2 separate regions of the Mus musculus genome follow, and region 2 is linked to region 1. A link is a contact called in public promoter capture Hi-C data. All regions are on one chromosome and are shown on one strand. Each heading gives the region's core, a stretch centred on a gene start, on an enhancer-like site or on the middle of the called end of the contact. The rest is flanking DNA. Distances are from core to core; before and after follow the strand shown.

The links. Promoter capture Hi-C pulls out the DNA fragments that hold promoters and counts their contacts.
Region 2: a promoter capture Hi-C map of epiblast stem cells shows a contact between it and region 1, with 6 times the contacts expected there. The contact joins the promoter of Shc4 here to the promoter of Cep152 in region 1. A contact is called at or near these places in 15 of 39 promoter capture datasets (the 3T3-L1 cell line, 3T3-L1-derived adipocytes, the C10 cell line and 10 more), 1 of 15 datasets of contacts at CTCF or cohesin (the NIH/3T3 cell line), 8 of 484 Hi-C or Micro-C datasets (CD4 T cells, the MC38 cell line, Sertoli cells and 4 more), 8 of 115 datasets of contacts at active chromatin or transcription factors (effector CD8 T cells, embryonic limb bud, embryonic stem cells and 5 more) and 3 of 9 other capture datasets (adipose tissue, liver and pancreatic islet).

The regions. Positions count from the first base shown.
Region 1 is chr2:125,623,170-125,627,221 of GRCm38.p6, reverse strand. It overlaps Cep152 (centrosomal protein 152), which reads left to right and starts at 2,109. Exons shown (of 28, transcript NM_001081091.1): 1 at 2,109-2,346.
Region 2 is chr2:125,722,299-125,726,350 of GRCm38.p6, reverse strand. Shc4 (SHC (Src homology 2 domain containing) family, member 4) reads left to right here and starts at 2,203. Exons shown (of 12, transcript NM_199022.2): 1 at 2,203-3,558. The coding sequence starts at 2,974.

The sequences.
Region 1 (4,052 bases), core at 860-3,359:
AAGGACTGTCTGACTACATGGAGGAGCTGTGGACAATACAGAGGTAACGGCTGATCTCGGTGATGCAAAAGAGATTAGCTAAGTCATTAATAACCTAATTTTTTTCTATTCCCATCTCTGATCTACTGGGATTCTTCACTGATTGAGATAACATAAAGGCAGAGTTGGGGGGTGGTGGTGGAGGGGAGCTTGTCTTGAAGGTCAGCTTCCTAGGGCACAGTGGAGTGAGACCAGAGAAAGCAGGGTCTCCTGCTGGGGTTCTTGGTGTTCTTAGTAAAACAATCTAAGAATGGACTCAAACCAAGCTTGAGGACAATGAGACTTAGAGTTCAAAGCAAAGGTTCAGGGTAGGCAAGCTGTAAATCATGGGGCTGCCCAGAAGAGGAGAAAGAGCCATGCTCTTTGAGTTTGGCTGGTTCACAGGTCAACCACACGGTGGACCAGCAGCAGGATGGGGGAGGGGGAGCTTTAGAGAAAGAGTGAAAAAGCTCAAAGTCCCAGAGAAAACTGACTTGGGCCAGCATCCAAAAGCAACAGCTGGGAAGCAAGAGGAAAAGTTAACACCTGCTGGGCTCAGGACTCACAAAGGCAGGTGGGCCCTGCGGAACTTCGTGGCGGATCCAGACTAAGTACACTAGGGACAGACATCCTGGAAGGAAAAGTACACTATCTCAACACAGAGCAAGTTATCCCCCTATGTCCCCTGCCATTCTCATGCACTATTGCATCGTAGACCTCAGCATGGGGCACTGGACATATCTTTCTCATTAGCCGATACTTGGATCACCTTCGACAAGTGCCATTTCCCCGAAGGCCTTTCATTAGTCTTTTCTTGACCAACATCTTCATTTGCCCATTCCTTCATTTATTCACTAATGAGTTAACACAGTTGTTTTGAGTGCCTAGCATGGGCCATGAAACATGAAGACAAATGCTCAAGTGAATACCCCCAAGACGTTCATATTGTTCTACCAGTGAAGCAGACACACGGTAACAGATCGTAGTAGAAGAGAAATCCATCTTCTCTTGGGGTCGGTATGCACCCTGTGTACAGTGGTAGGGAGATCCAGTTCCACTGAGTGACGTCATGTGTTTCGAGGGCTGAGTGGGTGAGAGGTGGGGCAATTGACTCGAAAAGCAGCCCAGGAGATGGGGTGGGAGGAGGGGAAACAGGAGCCATCCCAGAACTATTGGTAGTGCAGCCTTGTGACTTGGTTCTGTTTCTCTCACTCAAGCTCTTATTCTGTATCAGACCCCTAGCTGAGGGTCAATGTCAGCCGTACAAGGATAGGATGCAGGTGGCAGACTTAGCAAACAGCCAGATTTGGAAGAGCCTTGGACAAGTATCTTACTCCACACGGTACACAGGGGAAAGATTTAAAAAGATGTGGGCATCCAAGTCACCAAGTTCTTGGCATGCACTAGAGCCCTTCTTACCAAAGAAGCCAGAGACAGCAACTGTTCCAGAACTCAGGTCTCGAACATGCCAGGTCCAGCCACCCTCAACAAGCCAATCAAGAGACACACATTAAAATTGAACAGCCAAAGTGATATTTATCCATTGTGTTTGCGATCTCCAAGTTCGATGATATAATGGGATTTAACGACAGGCTAACATCTAAGAACATTCGCGGAAATTCGAGTTTTAGGGAGGAGGCACCTGGGAGCTCCTCCAGTTTTATCAGTAAAGAAACACAAATCTTAACCAGCCAAGTCTGAAGATGATGCCAAATTTAACAACGACCAGGGCTGGCAGTGGCACTTCAGAGAGCAAAAAGGGCCATTGGATGAAACTTAGACGTGTAAGGGGAAAAAAAGGAATGTCCTAGCTAACCTCTGGGAGGGCAAACAGTCCGCCGTATCTAAGCAACCGTAGTCCTCTAGGAGGCTTTTGTGATTGGCTCACTATTTCCCCAATGGAGGCTCCGGGAAGCTTCCCGCCGCCACTGGCGCCCTCTTCGAACAGCCGCGCTCTTGCAACTGCGGGCGACTTCTCAACCGACCTTGTGGGAGGCGGGTTTTCCGCCCCATAGCTCCGCCCAGCCGTCAGGCCCATCGAGCAGCGGCGGCGATTGGAGGAGGCGGCTGCTCGTCGAGTGGCGGGGTTCGCGGGCTAGGGTGTAACCGGGAAGGTGCTCGCGGCTGGAAGTCAGGGCAGCGGGTTGCGGGTTGCGGGAGGTGACTGCGGTCTCCCGGCCAGGCTGGCGGCTGCGGGATCGGGACCCGCGTTCGAGTCTCCTACACCGGGGCTGTGCTTGCTGGCTCCCTTCTCGATCTTCAGCCTGGGCGTCCCATCGGCAGACCTGTGCGCGCCCGTGGTTCTTGGACCCCGGGCCCAGTTCTTTGGTAAGGGCGCTGCGTGAGTACACCCAGTCGAGGGGGCTTCCTGTATTTTGGGGTTACTGTCTTCTGCTCACCTTGGTTTTCCATGCTGCTATCGGTACTACCGAGCTCAAGAGATTGTCATTGCCCCCTCCCTCCGTACTCTTTGTAGTAGGAACAGGATTTGGAAAGTGTCTAAAATAGACTGTTGCGTTCTGGCTGTTTCCACCCTGTAAGAGAAGTTAGTGTGTAAGCTAGTGCGTGCAGTTTTCTAACTCCCAGGGCAATTACATTTAGTCCATCTTGTAGTCATGCATTTTTCAGTGTGATTTAAGCTGAATTTCACTTCGTAGCTTCACAATTCTTGATTGTTTGCATGTAAATAAAGGCTGAAGTTTGAAGCCACAAGCAAAGGATATAAGCCATGCGCTCTGGAAGTGGCCAGAATGCACTTTGGATGGAGCAGGCATCTAGAGGAGGGCGGAGTCCTTATCCGGGAGTTGTAAGGTTTCCCACACCTATGATGTTTTCACCGTTTCATTACTAAAGAAACGGAAGCAGTTACGATTGCACAGCTGCCAGAGCTGAGGATCTTCAGTTCTTAATTGCTTACAGCCATATTACATCCTTTGGGATGCAAACAAACAAACAAACAAACAATTTGGAATGTAAACAAATAAAAAGAGATCTGCCTAAAGACCCTATCTACTCCGGTGGGAGTAGATAATAGTTTCAGCAGTTAAGAGATTGTCAATGCTCTTGCAAGAGGCTGTGAGTTCATTTCTTGCACCCAAATTGTATAGGTCACAACTACGTGTGACTCCGGCTCCAGGGGAATCCTAAGGCCTGTGACCCAATGGATATATTCACTCATAATGATGATGATGATGATAAATATTTTTGGAAAGGAAAATATACACTAAAGTTTGCTCACAAAACAAGTAAATATTTTTCCCTCTATGTGAGGGGGTGGAAGGGGGTGACCAAAAACTACCAGGGACAGTGCTGACAAGTATTGTCAGACAAGTATTGACAAGCTGGGTCAGAGGTGTAAGAGAAGACAGCTGTGCTTCTTGTATTCTTGTAGTGGGGTTAGGAAAAGTTTCCCGGCTAGAGTGAGACTATTAACCAGGGAGCTGTATTTTAGGGAGCACACTGCCCACGTTGATCCCTTGGTTTATGTTTTAAGTGGTCAGCTCTCTGGTCAAGCATAGGAGTAGGCCACTGTTCCTACTAATGGCATAATTTTGCCATATTCACCAAGATACAGTTTTACTATGGCAAATGCACATTGCTATCGATTGTTTTCATGATGATCTGTCAGCACACATCTCACCAGCAATTTATTTATTAAAGCCACAAAAAAACATAGAGTTGTGGCCATTTTCAATGTAGTAGTTGAAGGTAGCACGGTGCTACTTAGAGTACACTTCCTGAATTCTTCATGGACTTAACCTCTGTGTGTGTGTGTGTGTGCGCGCGCGCGCGCGCGCGAGTGGATATTTGTATGGCTCCACCCTGTTAGAGACTGGTATCTGTGGCTGTTCAGTGTTTAGGCCATGCTAGCTGGCGTTGCCCAGGACGTTCCAGACAGCCTCTCACCTGTGCCTCCCCGTCCCGTAGAAGTGTTCCTTACAGATGCCTGGGCTCTCTGTCTGGCCTTAATGTGGTTTCTGAAGATTTGAACTCAGGTCTGCACACTTGCATGGCCACTTGCACTGAGCGATCTC
Region 2 (4,052 bases), core at 954-3,453, 99 kb before region 1:
ATGCCACAGTGCAGACAGTTGTTAATACTACTGGCACACAGGCATTACCTGGTGGGCTAGCTCTAGTGACCATTACTTAGTGTTGTCTTTGTTTCTGTTTCTAGTGGGAGACGATATATTGGCCCTTTTCTCCCCATATACCTTCTTAGCCAGCCATCTCCAGGGCTGCTGGACAGAGGGACAGCTTTTCAGCGGGTGATAGTGAATGTCTTCCAGGCTCCCAGGACAGAGAAGTAGCTCACAGCGTCATGCTTGCTGGTCCACCTAGCTCAGCCTGCAGCCCCCAGAGTGCCCTATCATGCTGGTCTGGTCAGCACAATGCAGAGCTGCCTAAGAGGGCCTTCTAGGTCACTCAGGCCTACAGGCAGAACGGCATCCTGAGGTCTTGTTAGAGTTTTCAGCATCACCACCTTTCCCAGACACAGACGAGCATTGGGAATAGCTTCTTGAGACAGTGTTCCTTCCTTGGTGTCCCTTACTTTGTGGTACTTTTCCTTTTTGGTTGCCTAAGATGACATAGTATACTCTAGCAGTTGGGAACACTACTTCAATGGAGACACCCTGGTTCCATTGGCCTTTAATTTGCTTATTTATTTTAACGATTTATCTTATTATTTTAAAAGTATAGGTGTGTGCCGTTTTTAAGTGTGTGTGTGTGTGTGTGTGTGTGTGTGTGTGTGTGTGTGTGTGTGTGTGTGTTTGCAGGTGGCCATGGAGTCCAGAAGAGGAGATCAGATCCTCAGGAGCCAGAGGTACTGTGAGCTACCTGACACAAACCCTTTCAGGTCCTCTGCAAGAGCAGTACACGTTTTTAACTACTGAGCCATCTCTCCAGCAACCTTTTAAAAAATGCTGCCCAGGATGCTTCGGAGATGCAGGTACTCTCCCGGAGCATTGTGGGGATGTTTTACAGGGACTGTAGCTATTTCATATGCTCCCACACGTCATTCATTAGCTGCCACTCACAGACAAGGCCATTACCACTCACAGGAACTTCTCTCAAGGTAGTGGGATGTTACTGTGGCATGGCATACGGTAAGGTGGGACCCAGAGGAGAAGGCAGAGATGAAAGAGAAGCATGCGTAGCAGTAGAGGTACTAGCGGATTTTTTCAGTCTTACTCCCTCCTCCTCCCACCTTCCACTCCCCTGATCCTGTCTCCCTAGGTTCCGGGTATATGAGTTCTGATTTAGCCATTCCTTTCGTGTTTGCCAAATGTGGAGGTGCAAAAAGAAAGTCAGAAAGGAAGGTATAGGACGCCACAAAAGGCCTTCCCAGTGGATAGAAAAAGCTCACAAAGTTGTCAGGCAGGATACTAACAAGCCGTTCTGAGCCTAAGCACAAAAGCTTGGCGGCGGCGAGGCGCCTTTGTCTCCTAGTCACCTGCACTGGTTTCATTCAAACCTGTGTTTGGATGGCCCTGGAGTTCAGGCTAAGTCCTGAGCACTCGAGAGCCCGTGGTCAATGAGAAGGTGAGGTGGCCTTCTTCCCAGATTCTCTTGGCTGCTGCCTTAGTATTCGAAATCATGAATAGTCTCAGGTACTGGAGCCAAGGCTCACAGAGAAACGCAACCTCAGCTGCTTCCTCCCGGAGACTCTCACCCCACCCCCACCCCAAGGTCTCAGCAGTCCGCTCTTCTCAGCTCCTGAATGAACCTGCATTTCCTCTGCCCAGCTGGGGCTCAGGCTTCCTGTGGGCTCAGCCTTTACGGTTGTCTTCCCGGGGCCTTTGATGGGCTCAGGAAATTGTATCAGACAGAAGATGGGGCGGCAATCAATTAAAAAAAAAAAAAACGTTTCTAAGAAAAACGAATCTAGGCTTTGAACAAGAGTTGTTTGTGTAACATATGCCCTAATGTCCATGGAACAATATATCTAATTTCTAGCTCCTTTCTCGCCCCTCCCCATCTTAACAAGAAAGGAAATCGATTTTTAACCTTCTGATTCCCAGCATACTGACGATCCAGGAGCAAAGATTGCCTTTACTTTTAACCCATTCATCAGATATTACCCTCCCTTTTCTCTGCCCGGCTTCGTTTCTCCCGGCTACTAGTTAGTATATTCACGGTGCATGACTCATGAAGCTGCAGCCTGATTGGATGAAAACCAAATCGCACCCCCCACACCCCCACCCCCGCGCCGCCCCAAACGGGTCAGTCAATTACAGCTATTCTCGGCTCCATTCACAGATTTATTAGCTCTCACACAACGAGGGAAATTCATTCGGCAAAGTTCATTCATAAAAATTTCAACAGCCTGGGTATCGTCTGCTCAACTCAGCCTTTTGCTGTGCACAGGCTCCTCCTGAAAAAAGCCTGCAGGAGAGTACAGGAGGGAAGGGCGCCCTGAGAAGGGGTGGGCCGGCCGGGATCGGACCCGAGCCACACAGAGGATGCCCGGACCTCAAGCTGGAGGAACAATGCAGACCAGCGCCCGTCGCTAGGACTCCTGGCTGGTGGCCCAGAACCAAGATCCTCCGAGAGAGGGCAGCCGTCATAACCCCAGCCCATACAGAAGGGCCTTTGACTCTTATGCGCTTTTTTATTTTTCCCTTTGAAATGAACAGTCACGGGAACAAATAAAGGGTTAATGGGCTAGTCCCTGCCCCGCCCCGTGGGAGCTGGAGGGGAGCAGGTTTGAAAGTTCCTGTGCGCAGAGGAAAAGGGGGTAAATATTTCTGCTAAGACTAGAGGCGTGGTGGCACCCGCTGCCCCAGCCTGGGGGACGGGACTCCGGGGCGAAGACACCCCCGCTCCCACCCCACCCCACCCCCCGCGCTCCGGGGGCCTCTGCCAGGGCCTGGAAGGGCCGGCCTGCAATCAGAGCTGGGGAGGCGTCCTCCGGGACTGTCATCCTTGAGCAGTCTCGGACCCGGGCTGGTGACCGCCAGAGCAGGAGAGGTGACTGTGGCGTGGGTCTACCGGACTGCGAGGCACTTTAGGCTGCGGTGCCCAGTCTCAGCACTGCTAAGGCTATGCGAGAACGCAGCCAGGACAGCCAGGCAGGACTCACGCTGTATGTAGGACTCTTTGGGCACCTGGGGATGCTTCACAGGACCAAGTACAGCCGCTTTCGGAACGAGTCCATCACGTCTTTGGACGAAGGGAGCCCCGGAGGCTCCGTTGGAAACAAGGGCTCGTCGCCGCCTCCCTACCCAGCCCTGGCCCCTCACCTGCCGACTGAGGATGCCACTGTGTCCAGCCAGGAGAGCCCCACGGCGCTGTGCACCTTGATTCCCCGTATGGCAAGCATGAAGCTGGCCAACCCCATCACTTTTCTGGGTCTGAAAACCTTCTGCTTGGGTACGAAACAGGTGAGCCGGTTGAAGCTCCAAGAGAACCAGGATCAGACTCCAAGCCGTCCAGCGTCCCCAGAATCCAATCTAAACAGGACTGGACCTGCACCTGCACCGGATCCGGACCAGGTGGGACGCAGGCCCACCTCTTTGCGTCCTGATACTTGCCCACTGCCTGGCCCTGGAGAACCAAGCCCCAGGAGCAAGCAGGACGGGCCCCCTCTGCAGCACCTGTTGGGGAACGGTCTGAACTACTGTGTGCGGGTAAGTCCCTTAAGGCCTACTCCCTGAGCACTCACAGGAAGGGCAGCTGTGCTCTCTGCGGGGACTTCGATTTAACCTGGCTGGGCTCTAGATTACAAGACATACCGCTGGATCAACCGAAGGGAGAGTTGGCCTTAGAGATTTCCTACAGGGATCTGACACATGCCAGAGTCAGATCCACTTTGCTCCAAGGGTGTGAGCCATTGCTAACCCATAGGCAGCTGTTGGCTCAGACATAGCTTCTCATAGAGACAGATAAGATGGCAACTGAGACGTGGTATAAAAGGGATTTGACGTGGTTTTATTTATTTATTTATTTATTTTGGAATCGACATTTCAATGTTCAGCAATTGATGCATCTGTGAGAGTACTCAGGGACTCTGGGACAGGGGAGCCGGGTGTAGCTGGGTTCTGAGATTTATGAGAAGGTGTATCTATGGTAGAAAGGTTGATTCAGGACAGGCGCAAGAGTAGATCAAAGTCACTGTGGGGTC